Regions from separate parts of the Macaca mulatta genome. Here region 2 is linked to region 1. Evidence: chromatin contacts called from public Hi-C data. All regions are on one chromosome and are shown on one strand. The core of a region is the stretch at or near the end of the contact, and the rest is flanking DNA. Distances in the headings are between cores, read along the strand shown.

Evidence for each region. A called contact is a pair of places that touch in the nucleus more often than the background predicts.
Region 2: a Hi-C map of fetal cortex germinal zone shows a contact between it and region 1, with 4 times the contacts expected there. The contact joins the promoter of NDUFB6 here to the promoter of APTX in region 1. A contact is called at or near these places in 2 of 14 Hi-C or Micro-C datasets (fetal cortex germinal zone and fetal cortical plate).

Annotation. Positions count from the first base shown.
Region 1 is chr15:66,370,472-66,375,526 of T2T-MMU8v2.0, reverse strand. It overlaps APTX (aprataxin), which reads right to left and starts at 2,740. Exons shown (of 8, transcript NM_001266434.1): 1 at 2,691-2,740. The coding sequence starts at 2,728.
Region 2 is chr15:66,800,271-66,805,325 of T2T-MMU8v2.0, reverse strand. It overlaps NDUFB6 (NADH:ubiquinone oxidoreductase subunit B6), which reads right to left and starts at 2,230. Exons shown (of 4, transcript NM_001260997.1): 1 at 1,938-2,230; 2 at 34-126. The coding sequence starts at 2,117.

The DNA of each region.
Region 1 (5,055 bases), core at 1,491-3,990:
TAAAGATTAACCAGGAATTTGATGCAGACTTGTTTCCAAAGACCATCTGGGAGTGGAGGGGAGTACTGTGGAGAACAGATATGGGGGAATAGGCCTAGAAGCAGGGACATCAGTTAGAAGGCCATGATATCGCAGATAAAAGGACAACAGAGAGATGGAGAAGACTGCATAGATTTGAGAGACGTTTAGCGGCTAAAACTATCAGGACTTAGTGATGAATGTGGTAAGAGTTAAGTCCAGGAAAGACGCTGAGTTCAGTTTCAGTCATCTGAATTTGAAGTGTCTGTGGGACTTGCAGGCAGAGATGTCCAGCAGGATAGTCAGAGGTGAGGGTAAAGCTCAGAGAGGTCTAAGCTGACAACTTCAATTTGGGAGCATGTAGGAAGTTGTTAAAACCAAGCCAGCTGATGGGTTCACTCAGGCAATGTGTACAGAATGAAAATAACGGTTTTTCATTGCTCATATGCCAAAGTAACAAACAACAGAAACACCCAACATTTAGGGAAGGAGGAAAATGACTACCCATAGCAGAAATGACTGGTAAGAAAGGCACATGAAGAACAGCTAGAATGTAAATTCCTTAAGAGAAAACACTTTATCTGCCTTGTTCATCTCTGTATCCCAATCAATACTTGTTGAATAAATCATCTGAGAGCACTGACATGTAAAGCAAAGAAGAAGGGAGTAAGAGGGATGACCAAGTTCCAAAAGCAGCAAAGAGATCCAGCAATAATTGGAAAATGTCTACCTGGTTTGATAATCAGTCACTGGTAACCTTGGGGTGAAATTTCAGGGGAATGATGGGTCTGAGAGCTAGATACAGAAGGAAACAAAAGGTGAGGAAATGGAGGCAGAGTTTAGAATATTCATTAAAACAGTTTAGATATAAAGGGAAAGAAAGTTATTGGATGACAGCTAAAGTTAAAATGGATCACCAAGGACTTTTTCTTTCTTCGGCAGGGGGAATTGTCAGAGATCTGAGAAACCTGGCCTTGTTTATACATGACTGGAAGACAGAAATGACAAATGAAAACAAGGTATCATAAGTGACAGCATAAAATATCAGAAGCAAATACAAAGAAATTGCTTTGATTAGAAAGACAATTCATCCTCTGAGACAAAAGGAAAAGTAAAGGGTATAAATCTTGATGACTTTAAAAAGGAAAGCAGAGGCAGAAATGTGAGGGAAAGCACGTCTCATGACCCTAATTTTCTCCATAAAATAAAAGGTAACAAAGAGTAGGTGTCTGGGAACTTAACGGACAGTCGAAGAAAAACAATATAGAACAGTGGCGAAGATCAAGGCCTCTGAAGTCGGACTGCTTGAATTCAAATATTGGTTCTACCACCTACTCGCTGTGTGACTTGGGGCAAGTTATTTAACCTCTCCAAGTCTTCATTCCCTCAAGTGTCAAGGGGTATTAACAATTGCTCTGCACCATGGGATTGTCACAAGAGCTAAAGGACAAAGTATGTAAAGCTCAGTGTCTGATAAAAAGCATTCAACACTATTATTGCTGTTGTTAATAGTGAAGGTAGGGCAAGCAGGAGCTGTGGACATATAAAAAGATCATTTGAAAGCAATAACTGTGGTGAAACCCCATCTCTACTAAAAATACAAAAAATTAGCCAGGCGTCATGGCACACGCCTGTAATCCCAGCTACTTGGGAGGCTGAGACAGGAGAATCACTTGAACCCGGGAGGCGGAGGTTGCAGTGAGCCGAGATCGTGCCGTTGAACTCCAGCCTGGGTAACAGAGTGAGACTCTGTCTCAAAAAGACAAGAGAAGACAAGACAAGACAGAAAGAAAAGCAATAACTGTATAAGAAGAACGAGCACAAATCTGTATTGTCTCGCATATGAACAATCCCAAAAAGTTCCAAACCTAGACCACAGTAATTCCAAATAGAAATTTCATCCCTGCTATGTTGAGCCACTATCACTGGTATGTATGGGGAAAGGCTTTTTTTTTTTTTTTTTTTTTTTGAGACGGAGTTTCGCTCTTGGCATGCCCAAGCTGAAGTGCAACAGCACGATCTCGGCTCACTGCAACCTCCGCCTCCCGGGTTCAAGAGAGTCTCCTGTCTTGCCCTCCCGAGTAGCTGGGATTACAGGCATGTGTCATCACACCTGGCTAATTTTGTATTTTTAGTAGAGACGGGGAGTCTCCATGTCGGTCAGGCTGGTCTCGAACTCCCGACCTCCGGTGATCCGCCCGCCTCGGCCTCCCAAAGTGCTGGGATTACAGGCATGAGCCACCGCGCCCGGCCAAGGATTGCTTCTTCTGGCATTCCTACAAGGCCTGTTGAGGATGCTGCTAAGGTCCCTCAAGTGCCTTTCACGAAGCATTTCTAGCGGAAACGCTGTCCTTCCCGACAAACTGGGCCGCCTCCTTGGTTGGCCAGGGCCTACTCTCTAATATTTTTTCTGCTGGTGTTGTGAGCAAGGTACGTACAGGTGTCGGAAGCACACGTGAACAAACACAAAGTGGGTCGAAGACCAACAGGAGCGCCCGCTGAAACAGCCCAAGGGAGTAGGACGGGAGGACAGAGAAAGCAGCTGCGAGAGCAGCGAATGAAAGCAGCGTCATTCAAGGCACATCACTCAAGGGTAGGAGCAGCCTCGGCCTAACGCTCACCCGCGGCACTGAGCCCAGCCAGCAGAGAAGATAGGCTGACCACCGCCTTACCTCCAGACGTCGGACACGGACAAATTCACGTTACTCATCTGTGCCTCGCCGCTTCCGGCGCTGCGGGATGACATCAGAAGTCGACTGGAGCGCGGCCAGTGATGTCAGCAGCACCTCTCTAACGGATTGGCTGAAAGAATCTTGCCCAGTTCCCAGATCAAAAAGCGTCCGCCCCAATTGGGTTCTCCCTGGGCCGTCGTCCAAGTGAGGATCGTGGCAGTTATGCCTGTAGGAACCAGCTCTCTCACCATCGCTCTGAGGGCCACTCGCCTGTCACTGCCTCACAGTCTCTGAACTGGGTGACATTTCAGACCAAGTCCCTCTGTGGACGTTTCTAGGTGGCTGTGCAGCTTCTCGATACTCCATAAGGAGATGTTCACAACCTTTAAGGCCATCTCTACTGCTGCAGACAACCTGCTGTAGCACTGCCACTTGCTTTTTAAACTATAGTCCGCTTTCTCCCTTGTGCAGGGAGGAAAGAATGGAGAACCTGCACAGAATGGGGAAACCCGCTAAGATTTTTGTAGTGCTGTCTACACTAAATGAACTGAGGGGCAATCCGGAGGAAAAAAAAGCAGGATGCAGGGATAAGATGCGTGTACTGATTTTTTACAGCAATTCCAGAACGTTCCCTAAGAATCATATTGCAATTATTCAAAGGCATTTTAGCAGAAGGTACAATCCCTATCTCGTTGGTAAAAGTATAGTTTATAATTTTTCTCAAATACAACACACTGGCAAAGATTCTTTGGTTGAATTACGTTTCTGAATTTTCTGCTAGGCCCATCTGTGCACTGCCCTGTAAAATCCAGTTTTAGCACAGACCCTGGCTAAGTCAGTTTAGCAAGAACCACCACCACCACCCCGCCTTATGTGGTTATTCTCAATATCTGATCAGGTTCCTTAGTCGCCACCATCCCCCAGGTGATGTCTGATTACGTTGGCCTGTCTCCAGCAAGAATCCTATTAGGTCTATTTAGCCAGAATCTCCTTTACTCCTGATGTTTCCTCTTAGTAATTTTCCATCCACTGACCCCTACACAGCTCCTTGGCCATAAATTCCCAATTGCCCATGCTGCTGTTCGGAGTTGAGCCCAATCTCTCTTCCACTGAAAAATCCTGTTGCAGTGAGCTCTATATACCTATCATGAAGTTCCTGAATAAAGTCCTCCTTACCATGCTTCAGCAAGTATCATTGAATTTTTTTTTCTTTAACAAAATTGAGACTTACGGAGTCACATTCTTTATCAAGGTGGAGTATTGTTTCCTTCCATGGAAAAGCAGAGACTTAACAGTATGATGGAGCTATTAGAGCTTTCAAGACAGAAGGTGGGAGGATGTTCCAAGAAACACAGAAGACAGGCTTGCTTTTGTTAGCAGAGAAGATGCAGGTTTATATTAGGGTCATATGAAGAAGTGGGAAAACACAAGCAGCATCTCAGCAGCCACACAGGCCTTACAGCTGAGGAATGTTGTTCACAACTGCTTAAGATAAAAAGAGGCAACTCGGGTGACATGACCAGTTTTGTTGTTCCCTCAGAATTAAGCATCCCTCTCAGTTAAGAGTGCTTCTTTGACCTGCCTTTGTGTGTCCTGCATCCAAAAGTTGAACTGGATCATTCTAATTACATTATTCACTATATAATGTGCAAAATTGGGCAGAGTTTCCATGTCCTGCTTGTTAGGCCTAGTCCATTGTCTATAGTGTATTAGTGGCCAGAAAAGCAAGATCACGCAGCACAATGCATAGCTAAATGTATGGCAGGCAGTTAAGACTATCAGGAACTTCATATTGTCATGCAACTAATCACCAGAACTTTTTCATCTTGAAAAACTGAAACTCGGCCAGGCACAGTGGTTCATGCCTGTAATTACAGCACTTTGGGAGGCCAAGGCAGGCGGATTACCTGAGGTCAGGAATTCGAGACTAGCCTGGCGTGGCGGAACTCGTCTGTAGTCCCAGCTACTCGGGAGGCTGAGGCAGGAGAATTGTTTGAACCCGGGAGGTGGAGGTTGCAGTGAGCCGAGATCACTCCACTGCACTCCAGCCTGGGCGATAGAGCAACACTCTGTCTCAAAAAAAAAGAAAAAAAAAAACTCCGTATCAATTAAATAGCTCCCTATTTTTCCTCCCCCAACACCTGGCAACCACCATTCTACTTACAGTTTTCATGAGTCTGACCACTCTAGGTACCTCATATAAGTAAAATCAGACAGTATTTGCCCTTTTGTGACTGGCTTATTTCACTTAATATAATGTTCTCAAGTTTCATCCACATTATATCATGTGTAAAAAGTTCCTTTTTAAAGCTGAATAACACTCCATTGCATGTACACACCATACTTTATCCATTCATCCATCTGT
Region 2 (5,055 bases), core at 981-3,480, 430 kb before region 1:
TATAAAAATAAATTCTGAAGAGGACATACTTACAGACACATGATACTTCAGGTAATAATGAATAATCCAGGCAGGTACAAGTATATGAGTGAAAATAAAGATACCCTTTTGGTATACCCCATGGACCTGGCGGAAAAAACACATACACAAAATAAACATATCCCATTTTTCATATTTATGGCAGAACAAAAGGCATCAATGATGTAACAATGTCATTATTATTTTACAAAACTCTAAATGGTACATATTTTCTTATAGTTTGTAGGTAACCTCATCTACTCAAATATTCTTAGTAAATGCAGAGTCCACTAGAAGATACCTACAAAGTCCAGACCAAAATGCTTAAATAGTATTTTGCAAGAATATAGCAAGGCATTTATAGATTTTTTAAAGACTTTAAAAAATACCCTTATTATAAGTTTGTTAAAGATAAAATAGAGCAAATTAATGAAATAATAATTTTAATGTATTTAACCAGAGTAATCAAACCTCATAATTTTTCAGGTATAGTCATCTCCCTTATTTATTGATCAATGGCACTCACATTATTTTAAGTATAAGGCAGAAAACCTTGACAACACCAATGCTGGAAAAAGGACATTTTACATACTAATGGGTGTCCCAAACTCACTCCAAAATGCCCTCTGCAACACTATTTTAAAAAAGAACTAAAAATGGAACTTTCCCATGTCCTCCAATTTGATTACAAAACACCTATCCATTCAAGGAAGGGACAATCAAGAATCTAAGAATTATAACAGATATGATTATAAAAGAATACATTAAGGTAAGGTGAATTTCAACACATGATAATTTATTTACTTCCTTTTATCACTGGCTGATGGATGGGATGTCAACTTAAATCAGTGACTGCCAATATCCCGATAATGTCAGGGATACAAAGGGTGAGAGAAGAGTTGAATTTTACCACCATAAATAAGTATCCAATACCACTTTCTCAGAAAAAATTTTCAACAATTCTATTGCACTAGACTTTGTAGTACAGTAAGAAATAGGTACATGTTGATTTCAATATGAACTCCTTCAATTCCTAGCTCCCTGACCACCGGCAAATCACTGAATCTTTATAGGCCTCAGTTTCTTCACATTTAAAGTGAGGATTAGGAATATCTACCTTGCAGGAATAAAGAAATGAAGTAACATTTGTAAAACCCTCAGTAGAGTGCCAAGTACACAGCAAGCACCCAGGTGCTACTTAGTATTATTACTACTATTATCAGTAAGTGTTGTAGGTAACTGAAAGCAATTCTGAGATGTTTATCACCCATAACAGACCTCAAGAAAATACCCAGAGGCCTTGAAAATAAATTTCTTGAATGAGTGATTTTCTTCAAAGTCCAAAATGTCATTTTTTAACGAAACCCTGTGTTAAAAGTACAGAACGGTAGTTTAGAAAGGTAGCTCTTGAATGTGACTCACAAGGCATACCAACAGGACCCTGTCTTTTACGGGGATCACATGGGGCTGTACTACCAGCTAAGGGCTGGCTGTGCCCTCTGGTAGTTGGATACTGTGTTACTTGATCTCTAGAACGTCACACTTAAAAGTTAGACAAGTGTCCTCAAATACTTAAATCACAGAATTTTAATTCTAGCGAGTCCTTGGCTATTATTCTGAGGGAAGATTTCTACAGTCAAAAGAGAACCAAATGTGCAGCGTCCTGGAAAACCTAAGTATTAAAATTCGCCCCCGTCTCACTGTACTTGACAATAAAAGGCATGATTCTCTCAAAGCCATACATATTCCCGGACTCCTGCCTCCCGGGACTCCAGGAGCGCTCTCGGGACTGGCCAGTGTTTCCCAGCACGGAGCGGTTATCAGTCCTTGGTGTGGCTGCAGGGAGCGGACGTTCAGTGTCCGGGCTGCTGGCCGCGGTGGGGTGTGTTGAGGGGGGACCGGAGAGGTCTGTCACTCACCGTTCTCCTCCAAGGGGATTTATTCTCCAAAAACTTATTCCAGAATTTCTCCATAGGCCACATCTTCTGTGGGGGCAGCACCGGCTCCCGAGCGCTCAGCTCCTGGTCCTTCAGCCATCGCCTTCTCAGCTCTCGCAGCTGTTGCAGCCGCAGTTTCTCATCCGGAGTATACCCCGTCATGTCTCCGCTGGTACCAAGGCAAAAGGACACGACCCACCCTCGCACTAGGGACTAGTTACTTAAGCTCGCTCCCGCTCTGCAAAGCGACCTTGTGGGAACGCCGGGCGCCGCGCGCGGTTATTACGTCACATCCTGGTCCTGCCTCTGCAGGGGCCCCAGAGTCCTAAGTGTCCGGGCATGCGCAAAGCTCTCCACCTCCAATTCTCTCTCCGCCCACCGCCGCTATACCCGACCAGATTATTACCGGGTGGGGACGAGGAGTGCTCTTAGTTTTGAGGCCTGAGGAAAGTGACAGATTAGACGAAAGTATGCTAAATTAGAGGACTGGAGGTTTTGCTAAGGAAGAACTTGTATGCTGGGAGCAGGAAGGATACGCATAAGTGTTTCAGTGAATATGCTGTCCAGATACGAAATTATTTGCTTGTCTCTGCCACCTTGGAATGACCTAGAGAGTGTATGAAAATAGTTAACATCCAAGTTCAAATCCCAGCTGTGCCAGTAACTGCTGAAGTGCCCCAGGCAGCTGTCTCATCTGTCCCTCCATCTGTACAGAAATAGTGAAAAGAGTAGCTTAATATCTAGCAAAATCTTGCATGGATGCATTCATGCTTTCACCCAAAAATACGTGTGGTGAAAATATGAAAGGGCATGCACGACTATTCAGCATGATTCGTAATACCAAAATATTGGAAATTACCCCCAAATTCCTAAATAAAGGAATGCTTGAATAAATTATAGTACAACAGTCGAAAGACAGCGTTACAATGAATTAGTTTAAAAATCTTAATTGACTCTTATTTGTGATTCTAGACTCAGAAAACACCCCATTCTATAAAGTAGAATGAGTGTTCTGATCAGCTGAGCAGAGGCGGTTGGTTTTATTGGCAAATAGGGGCTGAAGAAAGCAGAAACAGAACAAAAAGCAGACTCGTCGTTTCAAAGTTATTTTTCTCTTAGAGTTAAAGCAGAAGGAACTTCCTTGTTTCACTGACTCAGGCTTAGGGGAATTTCCCATTTTTTGGAAAACTGGCCCATTTCAAAGTTCAGTTTGATTACGTTGTACTTAGCACAAACGACTCCATTCTGATTTGGTCTGGTCTGCTGGGGCCTAGTGCATGAGGCTAGTCCAAAACAGTGGCTTCCCAAAAACTTTCACACAACAAAGCAATGAAATGCTAATATAATTGAGAAAAGTAATGGGGAAGAACTCTATATACATCTGTGGTGTGATTTCCAGGATACATTATAAAGTGAAAAAAAAAAAATGGATGGGAATTTATACAGTATGCTTTTACCCAAAAAGAGAAAGATGGTGGTAATTTCAATATATATACATATTTTCTTAAAATTTCAAAATAATGGGAAAGAAAACAATTGAGGTTTTTTAAGATGTTACCTATGGTGGAGGAAATAAATAGGATAGAGGAGACAGGGATAGAATCTGGAAACATCTTACTTCATACATTTGACTTTAGAACCAAGTAAATATTTCACATTGTGAAACTAAATTTAGCTTAAAGATGTCTCCCTATTTTGAGCCCTTATATAATGAACTGCAACCCAACTTAGTATGCAATTTAACTCACAGCTTAACTTAGGAATATACTTCTGTAACAAATAACTGAGTCTCAGTCAATCATCACAGGTGGTCGACTGATCAGCCCATGTTCAAATAAGGCAAAGGCCAACCTGTAGCCAATCAAGCTGTTTCCGTATCTCATTTCTGTTTTTTTTCTATGAGTGCTGCCTGGCCTCTTTGTGGAACGATACTTTCTGAACCTCCTGTTGTTCTGAGGGCTGTCTGATTCTCAAATTAGTCATTGCTCAATTAATTTCTGCTAAATTTAATTTTTCTAAAATTTTAATTTTAGCAATATCATTATAAAACAAAATTAAATTTACAAAAAGCAGTCCATAAAAAAATCAAGTAAAAACCAGTAGCTCTAACTGGTCCACTTGGTGGCGTAATCTCAAAGGTACACATCATTCTAAATACAATAGCCCTTGTAACAATTATGGGGTTAGAAGTGCCAGTCCCCTCCACTCGGCACACTCAAACATCCACATATAACTTTCAACTGTCCGAAAACTTAATAGCCTACTGTTGACCAGAAGTCTTACTGATAACATACAGTCAACTAACACACATTTTGTATATGTACTATATACTATATTATTACAATAAAGTAAGCCAGAAAAAATAAACTGTTATTAAGAAAATCATAAGGAGGCAAAGAGAGGGGTTGGTTTTGCTGTCTTGGGGTGCCAGAGACAGAAGAAAATCCACATATGATGGACCCTTGAAGTTCAACCTGTTTTTTTCAAAGATCAACTATAAATTTAAACCACTGAATTATTGTAAATCTACAGTGAGATAACCTGCAAAGACAAAGAAAAACTTAAAAAAATCTTAACCTGTTTTAAGTAATCATATCGGGGATAGTGGTGTTGATCGTGGTATTGTTAATCTGACACTGAAAATAACTGTTTACATGAGTACTCTAAAAACTGGTATTTTTTGGTATGGGAGAAAGGAGATATGTATATAAATTATATGTGTTTAAGTAAAAATCCTATAGTCTTAAATTATGAACAGAAAGAATCAGTATGAACTCATATTGTATTTTATCTTAAAAAATGTATATCATTTTGTCTTAGCTCTGCCTGTTGATAATGGCCTAGAAGAAATTGCCAAACCAGTAATCATGAGCATCTTTTGTTCTTAGATTGTGATCTTTCATGTACATTTTCCATTGAAAGGGACTAGGACTGCTTGAAGCAGCAGTTCTCAAAAGTTTTGCTTCCAAGAAATCTTCAAATTCTTAAAAATTGTTGGAGATCCCAAAGAGATTTTGTTTATGTGGGTTAAATCTATTGATGTTTACTGCATTAGAAATTAAAAATTTTAAAGTAACAATGTACTTATTAAAAAATTAGT